Linked DNA regions of Ovis aries: region 1 is linked to region 2. Evidence: chromatin contacts called from public Hi-C data. All regions are on one chromosome and are shown on one strand. Each heading gives the region's core, a stretch centred on a gene start, on an enhancer-like site or on the middle of the called end of the contact. The rest is flanking DNA. Distances are from core to core; before and after follow the strand shown. Region 1 overlaps TFEC (transcription factor EC). Region 2 overlaps TFEC (transcription factor EC).

Region 1 (4,079 bases), core at 548-3,047, 430 kb after region 2:
TAAGCATCTGGTCCCATCACTTCATGGGAAATAGATGGGGAAACAGTGGAAACAGTGTCAGACTTTATTTTTCTGGTCTCCAAAATCACTGCAGATGGTGACTGCAGCCATGAAATTAAAAGACGCTTACGCCTTGGAAGGAAAGTTATGACCAATGTAGATAGCATATTCAAAAGAAGGGACATTACTTTGCAAACAAAAGTCCATCTAGTCAAGGCTACGGTTTTTCCAGTAGTCATGTATGGATGTGAGAATTGGATTGTGAAGAAAGCTGAGTGCCGAAGAATTGATGCTTTTGAACTGTGGTGTTGGAGAAGACTCTTGAGATTCCCTTGGACTGTAAGGAGATCCAACCAGTCCATTCTAAAAGAGATCAGTCCTGGGTGTTCTTTGGAAGGAATGATGCTAAAGCTGAAACTCCAGTACTTTGGCCACCTCATGTGAAGAGTTGACTCATTGGAAAAGACTCTGATGCTGGGAGGGATTGGGGGCAGGAGGAGAAGGGGACAACAGAGGATGAGATGGCTGGATGGCATCACTGACTTGATGGATGTGAGTCTGGGCGAACTCCGGGAGTTCGTGATGGATAGGGAGGCCTGGCGTGCTGTGGTTCACAGGGTCGCAAAGAGTTGGGCATGACTGAGTGACTGAACTGAACTAGCAACTAAACAGCAACAATAGTACTTTACTTATAAACACATTAGTGACATATAAAGATGGAATTTTGACCACAGAAGATGGATTATCTTTCAAACCTCAAATTATCCTTATACTGTAACAGTTTTACATTTAATAGTAGTATGTGGCAGTTTTCTAATAGAGAGGTGTACTGACTAGGCATATAATAGATTTTAACTGAGCTATTTTTATTCATGATATTTTAAAATGATAAATATTTATACCCAAAGGCATCTAAAATAAAATTCTAGTCATTTCTATAAACCTAATTTGTTCAAAAAATTTTTGTGTATATTGGCATATAGGTTATTTTCTGGGAAAGTGAATTTATGAGTAGCCTTCTAACCAGTGTCAATTAGTCTGTTGATGCAGACCATCACAAGAGCTTCTAAATACACTCTGAGTAGATTCACATGGCCTTAAAAAGAAATTTGGAGGATATCAGCAAAATGGCAGAGCTGTAGCTCCAAGTTCCTATCTCTCTGCAGAAACACGGAAAAGAAGCAGAAACTGGCAGAATCAACTTTGTTAGAATTCTGGAAAACACTCAAAGGTTTACAGCAGCCAGGTGGATGCTGAATCAAAAACAGAAGGCGACTTAACAATGATAGGAAAGCGCTGTGGCATTTTTACTTCCTCTTGCCCAAACCCCTCCCCAGCTTTGTAGTGCTCTTGAAGATGGCAGCCCACCTACCCAGTGTAAGAGTGCGACTCCCTGGTGCATAGGGAGCAGAGCAGATCTAACTGACAAAATATTATGTTTGTTTAGTCTAAGCTCTCTGGGAGCTGCGTGAGACACTAGCAAGGTTTCTGCTTTGCCTAACTTGGAGCTCACTCAGGGTAGGAAACTGGCCAGCATTACCCTGAAACATTGTAAGGTGACAAACAAACCATAGCTACCTGGGGCTAAACATTTTGGCTGAGATGCAACAGACTGTCCCAAGGCTGGAAAGAAAAGCTGGGAATAATTTTTTTTTTTGAGAAACCAGAGCTTGGAAAAGCATCCACATATATTTGGGAATTTAGAAACCCAAATATTTGTCCAAGGAAGGTCAGATACTCAGAAAAGACCATAGAATGCTCTAAGCTTTTACCTCTGGCTGACCTCTAGTCTCAGTGCAAGAAGGAAGTGAAGTCTAATTCAGAGTTGTAAACAGCCTGGCTAAGTGTTGAGGGAGTGACTCATCACAGAGTCAATCTCTAAAAATTGGGAGGGTTTTGTGTGTGTGTGTGTGTGTGTGTGTGTGTGTGTGTGTGTGTTAGCTCCTAGTGAACAAGGAAATTGCTGTCAAAATACTAGCTGAACACAAGATAAAAGAACAAAGACTTAAGTCTCAACACATTGAAATGGTATTATTTATATTCATTTGGAATCATAAGGGGCCCTGAATAGCCAAAACAATCTCAAAAAAGAGAGTAAAGTTGAACAACTCACATTTCCCAATTTTAAAACTTCAACAGAGCTATAGCAATCAAAACAGTGTGGTATTAGCATAAGCCTAGAAGTATAGACAGATGGAGTAGAATTGAGTGTTTAAAAATTAAACCCATACATCTATGGCCAATAGATTTTCAACAATGTGCCAAAGCTCAGTGGGTGAAGACTCATCTTTTTAATATATGATGTCTGCATATCCACATTCATAAAATGAAGTTGGATTCCTACCTTGCACTATAAATACAAATTAATTCAACATGGATCAGTGACCTAAATATAAGAACTAAAAATCATAAAACTATGAGAGGAAAACATAGGGATAAATTTTTTTGACTTTGGACTTATCAATGGATTCTTAGGTATGACACCAAAAGAAAGAGTAAGAGAAGAAAAAAATAGGTAAATTGGAATCATCTCAATTAAAAACTTTTGTGTGTCAAAGGGTATTATTCAAAGAAATGAAGATATAATCCACAGAATGAGAGAAAATATTTGCGAATAATATATTTGACAAGGGACTAGTATCCAGAATATATAAAGAACTGTTGCAACTCCAGAATAAAAAGACAAATTAAAAATTAAGAAATTAAAAAATAAGAATTAAAAAATAAGAAATGGATATAAATAGATTCTCCAAAGAAGATATACAGATGGCCAAAAAGCACATGAAAAATGCTCAACATCATTAGTCATCAGGGGAATATAAACCAAAACCACAATGAGGTTCTACTTCACATCTCCTGGGGCTATCATAATAACAATAAATGGAAACTAAGTGTTGGCAAGGAAGAACTGGAACTTTCCTGCGTCGCTGGCAGGAATGCAAAATGGTTCCGCCATTATGGAAACCAGTTTGGAAATTCTCAAAAAGTTAAACATAGGCTTACCTTATGACCCAGCAATTGAACTCCTAGGTATACACCTAAAAACAAAAACAAAAACACAGAATATAGGTACTAAAATAAGTTCTTGGATACATATGCTCATAGCAGCACTATTTGTAGTAGTCAAAAGGTGGAGACAGTCCAAATATTCATCAACAGATAAGTGGATAAACAAATTATGATTAAAAAAATATATTTCAAGAACTTCCCTGCTGGTCCAGTGACTAAGATTTCATACTTCCATTGTGGGGGTGCAAGTTCAGTCCCTCTTTGGGAAGCTAAGATCCCATGTGCCATGTATCACAGCTGAAAAATAAAGTGTCCTGTCATTTTTAAGAATATGTGTATATATATATGTATGTATGTATATAAATATTTCGGCCATGAAAAGGATGGAAATACTTATACCTACCACAGTGGATGTATGTGGTGAACCTTGAAAACATTATTCTAAGTGAAAGAAGTCAGCTATGAAAAGTCAAATATTGTATGATTCTATTTACATGAAATATCCAGAATGGATAAAGCCATAGAGAATTCAGATGTCCAGGGGCTAGGGAGGGGTGAAAATGGGAAGAAATGGTTTAATGGATATAGGGTTTTACTCTGGAGTGATGGAACTGTCTTAGAACTAGACTAAAGAGGTGATTGCATAACACTGTGAATGTGTTAGATATGTCACCAAATTATCACTTCAATGCTTAAGTCTATGTTACATGAATTTTGTTTCAATGAATTATTAAGAAAATAAATAAATCCAGGAAACACTTGAGACTGGCTTGAGGCTAATTTTCTTGCCTCCAGAAGCAATATCTCATCAGACAATTTCACAGGAACATCTAACCTAGTCTTGCCTGATATTTCATGATAATAAAACTTATTTCTCCTGGAACAAATGCATCACCTGTTCCAGTCAGTTTTACACCAAACATGGTCTCCAGCAATGGCACAGGAAGTATGAGGTAGGATGTTAATGAGGTGATTGTTGATCCAGAGTTGCTGAAGTGAGTTTAAAAACATCAAAGATAAGAAGAGAGCCTAGAATGAAATGCTTCCAGAAAACCTCACCATACAGTCAA
Region 2 (4,078 bases), core at 689-3,188:
TGTTTGAAAGGTGGGAAAGTCGCTTCAGCCGTGTCTGACTCTTTGAGATCCCATGGACTGTAGCCCTCCAGGCTCCTCTGTCTGTGGGAATTCGCCAAGTAAGAATACTGGAGTGGGTTGCCATGCCCTCCTCCAAGGAATGTTCCCGACCCAGGGATCAAACCATAATCTCTTATGTCTCTTCTGTATTGGCAGGCGGGTTCTTTACCACTAGTGCCATTTGTAAAGTACTAAAGTTCAAAACTGAGAAGCCAAGAAGAAGATAATTGGTGCTAAGAGATAATGTTTAAGAACTGTGTTGAGATTTTGATATCAATTAACTCATTGAATCCTTACAGCCTTATAATATATATATATATAGTATAGGTCCTGATCTCTTTCATAATTCCTATTTTATAAAAATTATTTTGACTTAAAAAGAAAAAGGCCCTCCTCTTTGCTCATTCAACTCCATGCTTTTTGCCTTATGAGAAGAGACAGAACCAAGACCTAGATTTTGAGATTTTACTTGGGATGGTAAGAGTTTACCACTTCCGTGGGAAAAATGTATTAGTTATACTTGCTTAAATGAATTATTTATAAGCCTGCATTTTGTTATCAGGTTGGTAATTCTTTTTGTTATTTTGCTAAAGAACCTCAATCAGGTACTATGAAATCAGAAATGACCAGACTTGGGTGGACCACTCAACCATGTGCCTCATGCCACAAATATTCCTTGCACAGCTCTGATGTCAGTCCTTCCTGGAAACCAAATCTTATATTATGGCCCTGGAACTTGGTCTATTTGTTATCTCGAAAGTCGGGTCTTACAAAGGCTCAACCTCATAGAAGTTAGTTTGTTTAGAGTCCAATTCCTGTTGATGGATGCAGGAGTTGCCAGAGATTTCATTCTCTTTTCAGGTTCAGACTTAAAAGAATATATAGTCATTTCAGATTTCCAGTAACTTTCTGTTTCCTACAAAGTTAGAGTTTGAGTGATAATATTGTGGTGCTGATAGAAAAACAAGGATAGATTCACTTTCTCTTGCTTGGCTTTCTTGACCAGGACAGAGTTTTTGAAACAGCTTACTGGGGTGGGGATGGGGGAACATACCTGGCCATAGGACCCAGGGTGAAGCCCTAGGTAGTATTTGTGAGTCTGGCCTCATCAATGGTGGCTCTGACCACTAAGTCAGAGATTAGCAAACTATAGCCACAGGCTCACTTCAGCCTGCTGCCTATTTTTTCCCAATAAAATAGAGTTTTATTGGAACACAGCCAGTGTGTGGAATGGCAAAGTTGACTAGTTGTGACAAAGACCGTATGTCCTACAAAGCCTCAAAATATTTACTCTCTGGTCCAGAAAAAGTTTGCCAACCTCTGCAGTAAGTTATGCATAGATTTAGAAGAGATTTGGCTGAAAAATATTCAGTTTGTCTTTAACCTTTTAGGGGGGTCAAGACAAAACCAAAACAGGCCACCACTTGGCTTGAATGTGGCTCCTCTCCCATTTGGAGTCAGCCTCTCAAAGACTATTGGCAGTGAGACACAGTGCTGTTCTGTGGTTGGTGCTAACAGTTTTTTTTGTTTTGCAAACACTCATTATAAAAATAGGCTTATGTTTTTCAGACATCATTGGAAATTATAAACTAGTGTGTGGTGCAGTTTGAATTTGTCCTCTAACGATAAAAGAGCTTGCTAGAGGCCTCTTGGAAAACTTCTAGGACTATCTTTTTTTTTTTAAATTCAGCCTACAGGGAATGCTCAACTGTTTTTTTAATTATTATTTTTTTGAATTTTCTTGTCCCCTTGGGTCTTATTGTTCTCATATATTTTTTAGAACTAGTGAGTCACAGCCTTGTTACAATGAGAAAAATGATTGGTCTCTGGCCTTTGCTAGCATGAGAGATGGTGTTGAGGTGCAAAGATGTCACTGGACAAACTAAATATAGGCTGAGCAAGGCACTCCCAGCTTAGCTGTTTCTCTGCAAACAGAGGCCTGCTACATGTCATGAGCCTCCTCCCTCATTCTTTGCCTTGTGCTTTTTACACTGCTCTGGAGAAATCTTTCTTCTCAGAGTAGGGCTGAAGAAACGTTCCTAAATTCTCTGAGGACCCACAAAACAGCGGGAACTTCATGAATTCTTTTCTGGAGGAAACAAGCTGGTCCTGGTGACCAGACCCAGAGTCCAGAGCCTCAAGAATCCTGTTAGAACATGTTTCCTCCCCAATTCTTAAACTAACTTGCTTGTACATCTTGGTGGCAGCACTTAGCTGCTAAGTGTGATGACACTATAGGGTAGAACTTTCAATTTTCTGCTTTGTATAAGTGAATCAGACTATGTAGGTTAGAGATTAAACAATGAGAATATGCATTTCTAATTACGTACAGATACTAATGGGATAAAGTCACTTGGGAGAAGGATTGAGCGGTCCTATATTTAGACCAAAAAGGGATTTTCCAGCTGATTTTAAACTATTTGAAGCTGCTGGGCTTAAAGTCTTCTCAGTGGTCTACGACAGAAGGTAGAATCCTGATTTCCCGACCCTTATTGTGATTGATTCCCCACATCTCACAGCACAGAGCCTAGAGCCCATCCTGGAGGTGGGGAGATGCCCTAGCAGATGAGAACATGAATCTTTGCTTTGCTTCTGACTCACTGCATGGCCATGGAAAGTTCTTGTCACAAGACATGCAAAAATGAAAGATTTTGCCTTGAGAAACATCTCCAAGACAGTGTCTCCTAGCCATCTTACTCACCCTGTATGTCTAAAACTACCTCCTTGGGCAGGAAAGAATACTGGGACCCCCACAGCTGTGAGGGAGAGGGGAGCAGGCAGCCAACAGCTGAGTAACCAGTCTGGCTGTGAGCCTAGCCTCTGTCGTGGGTGGCTGTGTTTAATCCAAGTGCAGCTGCTGTAACAGATAAACCCCGAAATTTTGGTAACTCAGATTTTGCTCATGTAAATGCCCACTAGTGCTGGAGAGTGGGATGGGGTAGGGGATGGTGCTTTCCTCTGCAGTCTTTGGAGGACCCAAGCTGAGAGATACGCTTATTTCAACATGTGGTTTTCATAGATGCCCTTAGTATACAGACATCCAGCTAAAAAATGGAGGAGTATTTATAGCTCAGACCAGGAAACAGAGCACATAATTTCTTCCCACATTTCAATGCCAGATCTGAGTCTCATGGCCATTGCAAGAAAGGTTGGGAAATCTGGTCTCGCTGTGGGTCCAGGAGGAAAGTTAAGAGTCTCCTGCACAAACTAGTCCAGACTCACATACACCACTTGATGGAGAGGAGCCTCTGATGCTCTATCAGATTCGATAGAATTAACCCTGGAGCTGACTAGGGCAAAGGTGTTGAGTTTCTTCAGTTAGTTGGAGTTGAAGAATATAGAGTTTCTCTCCGAATCTAGTTGACATTGTGGTTGAGTCTCCAAGGTTTATTTTACTACAGATCTTAACCCATCTTGGTTTCCATTTATTTATCTGGCCAGACAACTTGGCAGAGCCAGGAACCACCTTGTGAATCTACAGCTGAATGATTGATGAGAAAGTATGAAATTACCAGTCACCTGGATAGCCCTGAGGAATTGTTCCACACCTGTGAGTAACACCCCCTGCAGGTGAGGCCTTCCCCTGCACAGAATTTGGAGATGCCTTGACTGGGTCCATCTTAACCCAGGGGAATCCAGGTGACTATGGAACTTCAGCAAAGTCCCCTTCCCTTCATGGTGGTAGAGTCCCAGTATCTGCTTTTTTTTTTTTTTTTTGGTCCAGAGCATAAGCTTTTTTTTTTTTTTTTTTGGGGTGGGAAAAGTGGAAACTTCTCTGGCTTGCTCTGCCCAGGAGTAGGGCAGACTGGAAGTGCCAGGGAATTAACACCTGCCACTTCCACCTCCCAGCCCCAGAAGCAGGCTTCAGCAGAATTGGAAATTAAATATAAATGCCTACTCTCTTGATCCTTGGGTAGGATAATTCTCTGGTGTCTAGTGGACCATTTCCCTGAGTTTTCCCAAGTGCATTAAACTGACCATGATTGATCACTCATAGCTCCCAACTGATGATGGTTCCTGCTCTTCTCAAATAAACCAT

The links. A called contact is a pair of places that touch in the nucleus more often than the background predicts.
Region 1: a Hi-C map of tail adipose tissue shows a contact between it and region 2, with 2.9 times the contacts expected there. The contact joins two enhancer-like sites. A contact is called at or near these places in 5 of 16 Hi-C or Micro-C datasets (muscle, omental adipose tissue, skin fibroblasts and 1 more).

What each region holds. Positions count from the first base shown.
Region 1 is chr4:53,750,619-53,754,697 of ARS-UI_Ramb_v3.0, forward strand. All of the region lies in intron 3 of TFEC (transcription factor EC), which reads left to right. Among named protein-coding and RNA genes, the nearest start is that of TES, 36 kb to the left of the region's middle. Within about 2 kb of position 1,798, at least 17 of the 54 cell types and tissues checked have an H3K27ac peak or open chromatin away from gene starts, as enhancers often do. A contact at or near this core is called in tail adipose tissue, where this site is marked.
Region 2 is chr4:53,319,138-53,323,215 of ARS-UI_Ramb_v3.0, forward strand. All of the region lies in intron 1 of TFEC (transcription factor EC), which reads left to right. Among named protein-coding and RNA genes, the nearest start is that of CAV1, 55 kb to the right of the region's middle. Within about 2 kb of position 1,939, at least 8 of the 54 cell types and tissues checked have an H3K27ac peak or open chromatin away from gene starts, as enhancers often do. A contact at or near this core is called in tail adipose tissue, where this site is marked.